Regions from separate parts of the Sus scrofa genome. Here regions 2 and 3 are each linked to region 1. Evidence: chromatin contacts called from public Hi-C and HiChIP or PLAC-seq data. All regions are on one chromosome and are shown on one strand. The core of a region is the stretch at or near the end of the contact, and the rest is flanking DNA. Distances in the headings are between cores, read along the strand shown.

The links. Hi-C and Micro-C count contacts between places; a contact is called where the count stands out from the background. HiChIP or PLAC-seq counts read pairs in DNA pulled down with a chosen protein or histone mark.
Region 2: a Hi-C map of fetal heart ventricle shows a contact between it and region 1, with 4 times the contacts expected there. The contact joins two enhancer-like sites. A contact is called at or near these places in 1 of 47 Hi-C or Micro-C datasets (fetal heart ventricle) and 1 of 2 datasets of contacts at active chromatin or transcription factors (skeletal muscle).
Region 3: a contact with region 1 is called in an H3K27ac HiChIP or PLAC-seq map of skeletal muscle, with 9 times the contacts expected there. The contact joins two enhancer-like sites. A contact is called at or near these places in 4 of 47 Hi-C or Micro-C datasets (brain, fetal heart ventricle, fetal skeletal muscle and 1 more) and 1 of 2 datasets of contacts at active chromatin or transcription factors (skeletal muscle).

The regions. Positions count from the first base shown.
Region 1 is chr7:18,423,286-18,427,131 of Sscrofa11.1, forward strand. All of the region lies in intron 4 of LOC106504343 (a long non-coding RNA gene), which reads right to left. Among named protein-coding and RNA genes, the nearest start is that of NRSN1, 580 kb to the right of the region's middle. Within about 2 kb of position 1,841, at least 10 of the 83 cell types and tissues checked have an H3K27ac peak or open chromatin away from gene starts, as enhancers often do.
Region 2 is chr7:16,663,766-16,667,611 of Sscrofa11.1, forward strand. The region is part of intron 1 of LOC102160563 (a long non-coding RNA gene); the gene reads left to right. Among named protein-coding and RNA genes, the nearest start is that of SOX4, 220 kb to the right of the region's middle. Within about 2 kb of position 1,981, at least 32 of the 83 cell types and tissues checked have an H3K27ac peak or open chromatin away from gene starts, as enhancers often do.
Region 3 is chr7:17,347,417-17,351,262 of Sscrofa11.1, forward strand. It overlaps LOC100512907 (a long non-coding RNA gene), which reads left to right. Exons shown (of 7, transcript XR_002346090.1): 7 at 2,081-3,846. Among named protein-coding and RNA genes, the nearest start is that of PRL, 110 kb to the right of the region's middle. Within about 2 kb of position 1,830, at least 23 of the 83 cell types and tissues checked have an H3K27ac peak or open chromatin away from gene starts, as enhancers often do.

The DNA.
Region 1 (3,846 bases), core at 591-3,090:
TTTTCTACAACCCTTCTATTGGTAGTTCTAACATATGAATTGGACTTGTAGTGAAGAAAAAAAACACAGATAAAAAAGGCCAAAGGGATTAGTGATATCTTTCATGTACCAAAGGACTATGCTTTCAAGTGCTACCTAACACATAGTTGCCTCACTATAATCAGATTTCTTCCTCAAAAATCACCACGTTAGGGAAAAATATCATTCCCACCCCTCCATCAACCCTAACATTTATGCATGTGCTTTCCTCCTATAGTTAAATGTCAGTCTTATTCTGTGATGTGTACCAGTGACCATGATGTTTCTATCTGAGAATGCCAGCTGAGGAATGACAAGAAGGGAGAATGTAAGATTTGACCAAAATAAATCATAATTGCATTGTCTCAGTTTGGACTTTTCTAAATCTAGAAATGTTTAGTATTCATGAAAAGTCATAATTGCCACGAAATTCTTTGTTTTCACAAGAATAATACATGAACACTTCAAATCAAAATTGAAGGAAATAGGAGTTCCCCTTGTGTCTCAGAGGTAACAAGCCCAACTAGTATCTGTGAGGATACAGGCTCCATCCTTGGCCCCGCTCAGTAGGATAAAGGCTCCAGCATTGCTGTGAGCTGTGGTGTAGGTCACAGACATGGCTCAGATCCCACATTGCTGTGGCTGTGGCGTAGGCCAGCAGCTGCAGCTCTGATTCAACCCTTAGTCTGGGAACTTCCATTCGCTCTGTGTGCAGCCCTTGAAAAAAAAAAAAAAAAGAAAGAAAGAAAAACAAAATTGAAGGAAACAGAAAAGACTAGAATGAAGAAAGATTATTAAAGGGTAGAATGAGAGAACTGTTGTGCTTTTGTTTTGTTTTATATCTATGTCTAAGCAGAAAATATAGCCCCTTTGAGTACATGTGATGGCACCAAGAACCTTGCCTTTTTCCAGCAGCCTTCAAGGGGTGACAGGGAGAAGGAGGGATCTGCTTGACATGGAAGATTGCTTTATTACTGACATTGTTTAAAATTGCCAGTATAGGATGATGATAAACAGACCTATTTTTCGTAAGCTTTCCTATGTTTTTTTAATTCTCTACAGACGATGTTACCCCCATATCGCCTGCACAGGGATAGCCCACTCCCCCTAATCTCCCCACCATGTGCCACTGCCTATGTAGTGCTAGAAGAAGTCAGGACCTCAATATAATGTTCCAAGATTACGTGAACAAGCAGGTCTGCATCTTCTGTATTATACAGGAGGACCCAAGGGAAACACATACAACAAAAGGGCCCAGTATAGGTAACAACTTAAAGGAATGGAATTCTCTAACATTATATATACACACACACACATATATATACACACACATACATATATATAATATACACACACATATCAATATAGATATATACACACACATATATATACACACATGCTATATATATATATATATATATATGTTTTGAAAGGCCTTTAGAAATCATTTTCCATTGGAAATTTTAAAGTAAATGTCCTAGTATTCTGGCATTTTCATATACGTCTCACTATTATTGAGTCTGCTTTATGTCAGAATCTAGAATATATGGAAACATCATTGGCAAAGGGTAGCGGGCAAAGTTAATTGCTTATTTCTCTTAGCAGAATGATTCATAGAATTTAGAGAGAGAGAATGTGAACATAGCAACACCCCCAGCCCCACGTACTGTTTCTGACCAAAATTAATGAGTTGTGATCAAGTTGGATAAATGAGTAGCTAGCTAATTTAAAAAAAAAAAAAAAGTTTTCACTGTTCCTTCCAAGTTGGAAAATGCATGTACTTAAAGTTCACTGACTCTATCCAAGAAACTGTCAGCCAGGATTATCGGCATGGCCTCTCAAGACTTGACCCATTGCCCGGGAGTCCCATGCATGACCTTGATCTCCGTGGTAAAACAACATCTATAAATAATGCATTAAGCATTTTCACATGCAGGCTGAGTAACATTCTTCATATATGCTCATGAAATCACACTGTTCCTCATGATGGTGCTTCACTTTTCTGTGCAATAACCTTTAAAAGGTTATTACTTGCTTGCTTTAAAATGAGAGCATGTTACCTATGAATTCCAATATAAAGCCTAGGGCTGTGAACTGTGAGAGGGAAAGAATAACACTTCCGTAACATCAAGTTAAATGTTTGACAATTGTGTTTTGATAAAAACATTTTAACTTTTTACTATTTTATGTGCAAAATGAATTAGTGGAATCAGAGCAGAGCCACTTCTCATGTAATTATTCTCAGACAGTTGGTTCCCCCTTAGTAAAATATTCTGGGGCTCTGGATTAGCTGACCAGAAACTGAATTTGTCTGTCTCCAAATCCTCAGCAGATCCCCAGATTTACACAAACACAATGAAAGGGGGTCCTCATTGTTCATGAGCTTTTGCTTTGGTTTTGTTTTCCTTCCAATCATTCTACTCACTGTTAATGGGCAATACACATAGGGCTCTGAGCTTGCATTTGATGGTTTCTGTCTAGAAAATCCAGGTTAATGTTGCATAAAAGCACAGCCAATCTGCTGGAAGAAGCATAGGATTTGAGAAAACATAAGCAACTGGCCTGGCTGAATTCTTTTTTCTCAGAAATACACTTTTACTTTCTCACAGAAACTTAGATATTTGGCCCAACACATTTCCTTTTTGTAATTAAGCTAGATCTGAAAAACAGTAACAAAGAAGCAAACCAGAGGATCCCCGCCCCCACCCCTCAAACCCTCCCCCAATGTCTGAGTTTTCAATATCGTTTAACATATTTTTTTTCCTTACCAGCTCTAATTGTATATCAGCTTTTCTGAATGAACCTTGTACAAAATGAATGTATTTTATTTGCATGTTTTATTTCATATTATTTTGGACAAGAAAAGGTTGTGTGTGGGGGCAGGGGAGATGGAAAATGGACTCCCAAACTGGGGTGTGACTGCCATCTAGTGTGATGCACTGTAACCCAGAAGGGAAGAAAAAGAGTATCTGTGTGATAATCCCGTTTAAAACTGCAGAGGTTAGAGGGAGGGAGGAGACCACTGCTCAGAAGAAATATCCCCCACACCAGTGCATTCACCATGTAATGAATTCCTTTGCTACAAAAGCATTAGTATGTGCTTGAACAATACAAAGTAGTCTATTTCTTCTAGCAAAATGGAAAAACTCTGGCCAATTTTAAAACCAAGTTCTTTATGAGAAGGCACGTCCTAACTGTTGTTAAGCAGCGGGGGTGTTTATTAAAGGGAAAAATGTCCACATCCTTTGAAAACAGTCCAGATACTCACATGTCCACAGCTTTCTGTAAGGATGGCACATTTGCACACAGCTAGGCAGACAGTTTTGATGGCACTTTAGTTTCCTTTCAAGCCCTCTGATTATATGAAATGAAAATAATGTTTGTCACTCATGCCCATAAGCAATTCACAATGCATTTGTTGCTGACAGATATATGACACTGGTGAAGACTCACTGCACAGGATCCTAAAAGTTAAACCTAACCACAAAACATAGACATGATACATAAAACCCTGGCTAAATATTTTTATTCAATTTTGCTTCACATGCACAAGAATATACATTTAAAAAAAAAAAGAGAGAGAACAAACACTGTCCTCTTAACCTTTTATAATTCTCACCCCTTTTCAAAATTGTGTCTAGTTCTGATACAGATTCAACCAGGTTTTAGCTGGTGCCTTTATAGCTGATAACCAGTATCATTTCTTCTACTCATTAGAAAACATTCTTCAATTCTTTATTTCACTGACTATAACTCCCCCCAACCCCTAATAACACACATATGCATCCTCTCCCACCCCACCTTACAGTGGTTAGTGATCTTATAAGC
Region 2 (3,846 bases), core at 731-3,230, 1.8 Mb before region 1:
CTCCCTGAGCTCTCGACAGGATGATGAATGGTGCTTTGGGTCAACCCTAAAAGACTGAGGAGACAAATATACCTCATTCGTGGGAAAACAAGCCCCAGGACATACATTATCGAAGAAAAATGAGATGGCCAGTGAGCTGTTTGTTAGGTATGTATCAGCTTTCATCTTTATTGTAGGACTTTATTTGGTTTTTATGTGCATATGCATATGTATGTATATTTTTAAATATGCTTACGTATATAGTATATACACACACTTTATTAAAAACAAGCACTAGATACTAGAAGATTATTCAGGGATTGCTTTTCTTACATCCTTTTTCTTGTTACAAAAGGTAGAGAAGACTTGGATAAAAGTAAGTCTCAACAAAAAAGAAGCAAAAAATAATCTATATTTTAAAAATCACAAAAACAGGGAGTTCCCATTGTGGCTCAGTAGAAATGAATCCGACTAGTATCCATGAGGATGTGGGTTTGATCCTTGGCCTTGCTCAGTGTGTTCAGGATCTGGCCTTGCTGTGCCTGTGGTGTAGGCTGGCAGCTGCAGCTTCGCTTTGACCCCTAGCCTGGAAACTTCCACATGTCGGGTGGGGGTGAGGCCCTAAAAAGCAAAAAAAAAAAAAAAAAAAAATGCAAAAAAAAAATCACAAAAGCAAATCACTATTAACCATTTGGAATCTATCTTCCAGTTATTTTTTTGATGCACAGAGAAACATTTCTTTGCCGGCGCCCCCCAACCCCACCCTCACCCCGGTAGGATCGACTCCAGGATTCCTAGAGATAAAAGAGATGAAATAGTGAAACAGGAAGCAGCACAAACATGTCACAAGGTAAATCCTCACAACATGTTACTTGATCTGAGCCTGCTCACTCAGTGTCGCAGAGCCGTCCTGAAGAACCAGGGAAGAGCAGGTGTGAGGCCTGGAAAGTGTGCAGCATGCTCCCTGGGGGAGGCCATCAAGGGCAGCAAGGGAGCCAGCATTAGAGCCCAGGGCCTGGGCAGCCGCTTGGGTTCTCAGACAGGCTCTTTGCATACTTTTGCTGCAGAAAGTTGAACCAAGTTCAAGAAGTTGGTGACTCGGCTAATGGCCTGGAGAATGAGGAACTGGATGGGGTGAAGTGCTCCAGAGGAATGTCTGGCACAGAGTCCTTATTTCCAGAACTTTCCAGTGCTGGCAGGTGTGAGATTGTGCAGTCACGGCGATCCTTGCCAAGGGGATTGAGCGCGAACTGCCGAGCACGGAGGGGAAAGTCCCTTGGTGGGCCGTGTGTGCTGTTAAGGGCAAGTGACAGAAGAGGGTACAATAAACACCAGTTCCAAAAACACTTTGCAGTCCTTGGGACTTGGCCAGTCACAGAGGCAGAGCGTGTTGGCCAGATCTGACGTGTGTGGGGGGGGAGAAAAAGTGATGAGACAAAGCTTGTCTTTTTATAGTGTTCTGTTTGTACCAAGTGACTCATAGCACGAGGTGAAAATATTTGAAAAGACAAGGAAGGGGAAAAAACGTGCTGGTTGATATTCATGAAACTGAAGCTTTTGAGTATCATCTTTCCCCGTCTCTACCTAAAACGTGGTAGGCATCCCAGCCTTCTTTCAAGTCCAGCTAAGTTACACATGCACGAGGTTTTGTTGTAAGCTTTGACCTGAGGTAAAAATCTGCTTCCAAATACTTTTCAGTCCCTGTCTTTAAGAGAAGAAATGGATGGATGTAGCCATGGGTGCCCCAGCTATGGAAGGGGGAAGGAGCCCTGGGTCTGCAGAGAGTCAGGGTCTGAGGACAGAGGTCAGAGGTCAAAGGATGAGCCTGTGACTGAAACATGTACAGTTTGATTTTGAGTTCTAGGGTAAAAGCCTTTTCCCACTCTGCCTCCTTTCTCACCTCTCTTCATTCTGCTCGTTCCTGGCTTGATGACCGCATTATCTCAAGTGAAGTTGTGGTGGAAATCCTGTGAAATAAGTGACCTCAGACAAAATCCCCTCCTGGTCTGGCATTCTGTGGTCAGCAGAGGCAGTCAGGGGTAGTTATTAATTAACCTTTTAGTGCTGGCTGTGTCTGTTGGCCGCAAAACACACAAAGGCCTTGGTATAAAAACAGCAGCCACAAATCACAGCTCAATAATTTCCTGGGTTTATGTGAACAAATATTCAGAAAAATGGAAGGTACTGTGTATTCAATAGCCTTAAAAAAAGAAAAATCAGTCACAAAATTGCTATGGGTAGAAAGTCAGCTCTTTAGAGGGAATTCTAGGACTGGCTCTGGTGCCATTTACGAGGGCAAGTAGCTTTCCTTTTTCCCATACATAAAATGAGGAGGCTGAATTGAAAGATTGCTAGGGTTTCTCTTCTTCTCCTTCTTCAAAAAAAACTTATATGATTTCATGATTCGTCTGCCTCAGGCAGCAGTTTGGGATTACCAGATTGAGCAATATTTGGGACATATTTATTCTAAAAAATCATGCGTTGTTTATCTGAAATTCAGATTTAGCTGGGTGTTCTGTATTGTATCTGGCAACCCTACAAGAGTGAAATTTGTGTTGGGAGGACAGCAGCTGACCCTGGCTCTGCTCCCTTGCCTGGGCAGCAAGGCGGGACCAGTAGAAGGCGCCTGTGGGAACCGGTCCCCTCCCACCCCATCCCAGGCAGCAGAACAGGAGGAGGCTGCCCCGCTCAACTTTGCTCACATCAGGGTCACGGCAAACTCAATTCTCTCCAGATCTTTGTCGGCAGAACAGCTCGAATCTGTATTTAATTTGGCCACCTTTCCAATCAGCACTAAAAACAACAACAACTCAAACAACTCCTTTTCAGTACAAGGAGACAATTTCTTATCTTTCTCTTTGGAGTTAAGTTCTAGCACATAACCAAGGAAGCAGGTCCACTCAACAGAAAATCTTGGACATTGTATGCATTGGAACAAAATTCACTTTGTGAGGATGACGTACCATGCACCTTGGTGAACAGTAAGAGTGCTCTGAATCCAGATGTAGGATATGCCTTCAAAAAAAAAAAAAAAAAAACCAAAAAAATGTGGGATGAGATTTATACGACTATAGCTTTTGAGAACTTATAAAATTTCTTTCTTACATTGTGTGAGTTTATTTTTACAAATAACCCAATGGAAGGGGTACTTTATTTGTTCCATTTTACAGGTAAGGAATTTGGCTTAGAAATGTTGCATTTCTTACTGAAATCTCCCAGAAAGTCAATGAAAGATGGGGCTTGAACTCAGGTCCTTGACCACAGTTCTTTTTCCTTGACCTCCATTTCTCCCCTCTGCTGCCCTGCTATGTGAGGACTCTTTTTCTTGAAGACTCACATATTTTGAAGGTCTCTGTGGGGTTTAGAAAGACAGGTCCAGTGCTTTTTGATGGTTTTGGCTAGTCTGTACTCAGACTCCTTTTGCTTCTTTGTTTGATCGTCTCCAGTAAACCAGGACAGAGGCTTGGAGAGCTGATAAGCATCATTGCAGCAGATGAGGAAACTGTGGCTCAGATGGTTGAAATTAGAGCAGGCAAGGCTTTGCTCACTCCCTCTCCCTCCAGGGATCAGCCGTGCCCAGCCTGGGCAGCTTGGGAAATACTCAGAAAAACTCAAATTCATAGCAGGTGATCAGCAGCTAGATCATTCCCTAGAAATGGCTTAAAGAAACTGATACCCACTCCTGTTCCTCATTTCTGTTGCTGATATGGGAACCCTTCCTGTGTGTGTTTGGTGACTAAGTAATAACTCAATCACCGCTGGTCCAGTTCACTTCTGCGGTCTCCGGAAGGATAGATTAGGCTGGGTTCCAGGCCTTGTTTATGCCAGGAAACTAGAAAATTGATTAGGATTTTCTTCTGCAAGCTC
Region 3 (3,846 bases), core at 580-3,079, 1.1 Mb before region 1:
GGATATGTAGCCCAGGTTCCCTAGATTATACACTCTCTGAGGGCAGGGACTGTGCCTCGTGTGTCTTTGTTTTCCTTACAGCACTCTGTGTTAGTTATTAACAGAAGTAAGCCAAAATTGTTATTTTTTCTCCTGATTCAATGGATGATGTGCTCAGAGGATTGGGAATAGACCAGTCTACTTAAATAGATAATAGGGTGTCTTTACTGGTAGCAGATGCATGTTAAGAGATAAGGAGGCATCCTCAGTCTTGGACAGAGGATTGTCCAGACCACAGGGACAGGGGTTCTTGTCCCCTGTCTGACATCAAGAACATGGTGGTTTGGTCGGATTCGTCTCCTGGCAGGTTGCCCAATGGACTGGAATGAAAAGAGGAAAACCAGAGAGAGGATGGTTGAGTATGAGTGTGTGAATGCAGGAGCGTGGACTCCAGAGGAGTGGAGAGGAAATCTGAAATTCAAGAGTTGTTTGTAAGGAAAGAAGCCATAAAACTTGGGAGTTCATAGAGGATGGTGGCCAGGAGAGAGTGCAGAAGTGACTGCTGGGTTTCTTCCTTAGATATCTTTCGAATATCCAAATTGGGAGAAGGTTGGCTTCGACTGGAAAAAATATAGATGTAATACTAGACAATGGGCGCTCCACGATGGCAGGGACCTTGCCCATGTTTGCTCCTGGATCCCCAGTGTCTAGGACAGTCCCTGACACATGCTTGCAACCGGAGACTGATACGTGCGTCTTGAATGAATGGATGGTTACTTACCTTGATATCTAGGGTTGAGTAAGGCAAGTTGGAGACAATTCTCACCCCTTGTTTACTGATTCTCAGGTTCTGGTTAGCTGGCACGATCACATTTTCTAAAGAAGCATACCTCTCACATCCTGGACAGGCTATTCCAAATAGGCAACTCATTTAATTCCCAGATGAGTGATGGTATCTACAAGGCCTGAAGGCCATGTCTCTCTTAGGTGCCTTAATGTAACTAGCAGAACATACCTGGCAGTGCAGCACCTCTGCAGAGAGGTGCTCCAGAAAGCGGTTGTTTGTTCTTGCCCTGCTGAGAAGCAGCACTATCCGTGTGGCTTAAGGGCTCTAGCTGCAGCCGTGAGTAGCGCTAGAAAAATAGCACTACCATTTGCCAGCGTGAGATGCCAAACTGCAAATAAGAGGCATGTTAATTCAATGAAGCAGAAACATTTTGCTTGGTTTTAATGCTTACTTGCGGGAGAACTTTATTGTGTTTGTGTGCCTTTAAATAAGAAATTGCGTATTTTGAAAATCATGAAAACCGTCTCGTCTCTTCTCCCTACAAAGGGGCAAGCTCTTCCCACTTGGGTGAATATTGCCTGCGCCACTCGCCGAAGAAAGGGAGCGGTCTTGGCAAGCATCTTATTAGTCTAAAAATAAATTATTCAGAATGCAGGTTCAGATACAGATTGCAGGGCGAGATAATAGAATTGGTTTTCCAAGCCTGATCATGCTATGAAGACATGGTGTGTGCTTTTCAGGAATCCGCTTAAGTGGAATCAGCTTTGACTAATACAAACTAGAAATAATATTGCTGCCATCCAGCTAGTGTCTGTGGTACAGCATCCTCAAAATGTCTCCAAGCACCCATGATCTCTTTAGTCTATGTGCGTGTGCATATATGAAAGTCTGGATGCATTTCTTCAGAGATGCCTTTTACTCATTGTTCTTTTAAGGAAATTTCTTCCTGGCAGCACGAGAGGGGCATGTCTCACTTAAGATTTGTCTCCCTCCTACTCCCCCTTGCCTCGGCAACATAGTTGACCACATCAGCAGCCGACTCCAGTTGTCATGTGGCTTCTCATGTGATGCTGGGTCTGCAGCACTTTGGAGCAAAAGCCTTTGTGGCTCGGCACTCATGGACAGTAGCGTTCAGGGACAGAGGCGATTTTGGAGGGGGTGGGGAGGCCAATAACCCGAGAAACGTCAAAAATAAAAGTCGCATGAAGTACTCTGATCTATGTAATTTTTTTTTTTTTGAAATTTGATTTTAACTCTTGCTTTTTTTTTTTTTTTTTTTTATGGTTTGTGTCTGTTTTTTTTCCACCCCCGCAGGCGCCGAGCTGCGCTGTTTTTGTGTTTCTTTCTTTCTTTCCTTTTTTTTTTTTTTTTTTTTTTTTTAAATACCGAAGCAGACCGTCTTTCCTCACAGCTCCAGGGCTGCATCGCTGTGGGCGCGCCAAGCTTCCCCTGGTTACCTGAGCTGCTCCTGCTGCCTCCCAGCCCCAGCTTCGCCACGGTCACCTGAACCCGGCATTGCTGGTCTACGCAGTGCAGAAGAAGGACCTGCTGCTGGAGCTGTGGCCGGGGCCCCCTCACAGCCGGACAAGGGGACTTGGAAGACAGGGTGATGCTGCAGAAGACCCGGGGTGGGACGCATGGGAAGAACGCCAAGGACCGGGGCAGGGGAAGTTAGGAATACTTTCCATCCAGTGCCCACTGGTCCTCTGAAGGGCAAGGGCAGGCCACAGCCCCTTCCTTGCGCCCCCAGCTGGGGCTGCTCCCAGGGATCAGTCTTGATGAGATGTGGTGGCATTTTACCTGGGAGTGGAGCTGACGATGGATAAACCAGGTATCTGACGTGTCTGCCTGCCCGAGGAAGAGGCAGAGTTGGAGAAAGGCAGAGCGAGGGAGCGCCTGAGAAGAAAGAGGAGATGCAGAACGCCGTTTGATCATCTGCCGCTCGCCCTGCATTCTCATTCTAGGAGGATGGCATAATTTACAACCCAGTACATGGATGGAGGAACTGTAAATTGTAGTCTGGATGTCCCCGGTGCTGTCAAGGAAGAAACTGATGGGCTAGGTGACTGTACCAGTGTCCCCAGAGGAAAGAGCAGCCTTGCAGCATGGATTTAAATGCATGTGCATGCATGTAGAGACATGAAAAAAGAGATTTCTGACCATTTTACACAGGAAGTCTGTCACTTGGCTGGATTGGGCTTGATTGCAGCTTGTATTTTCAGCTTCAGCTCAACACCCATTTCCTGACTAGCCAGAGAGAATGGCCAAAGCAGCTGCATGCAGAATTTTCTTGTTAATGTGCAAGCAACCCTCCTCAGCTTTAACTCCTTGAAGTTCTGAGTGCTCTGTGCTTCTCTAGGACTGATTGTAGGGTTTTGTTTTCTTCTTCTACAGATCCCTGTAAACACAGCTGTATTCAGTATGGTGAAAAATTCTGTCCTGTAAATAGAAATCTGATCAATTTAATCAAAATAAATGTATCCCAGATGACTTTGAGACCAGCTGGCTACCACAGGCTTCAGATGCTAAATGTTCAATGGAGACGAATGCAGTCTTATATTTACATGTTTTAGAATTCCCGGCTCAGCCTCTAAATTAAGAAAAGGAGTCCTTTGCTCAGGAAGAGATGGTCCTTACGAGCTTGCAGGTAGATGGCTAGATAGAGGTGCGGGATACCGTTGATGAAATTTGGGATTGCGGTGTTGCGTTTGGAGGGCGCGTGCCATGCGGCAAAAAAGAGTCACACTCAGTATAGAGGAAGCGCGGGATCTCCCTTGCTGTGGGGAGATGCACGTGCCCTGGGACAGCCTCTGGAGAGCTTGGGGAGGCGCTTGTTTGGGCTTTAGATGCATGAGCCGTGGCACCCCAAGCCCAGCTTGGTAAAGGAGTCAGCTCCAGTCTGGGGTAGAGGAGCTTTCCCAGTTGTCATGGGGAGCTTGTCTGGGATGCCTGTCTGGCCCTTCCACTGTTTGTTACTATTTCTACAAAGGCAGCTCTGTGTGTTGGATTATGTTTGGCCAGCTGTTGACGCATTCCTGCGGGTGGGGTTGGGTGGGGATCTTATTACTGTACTGTCCAAA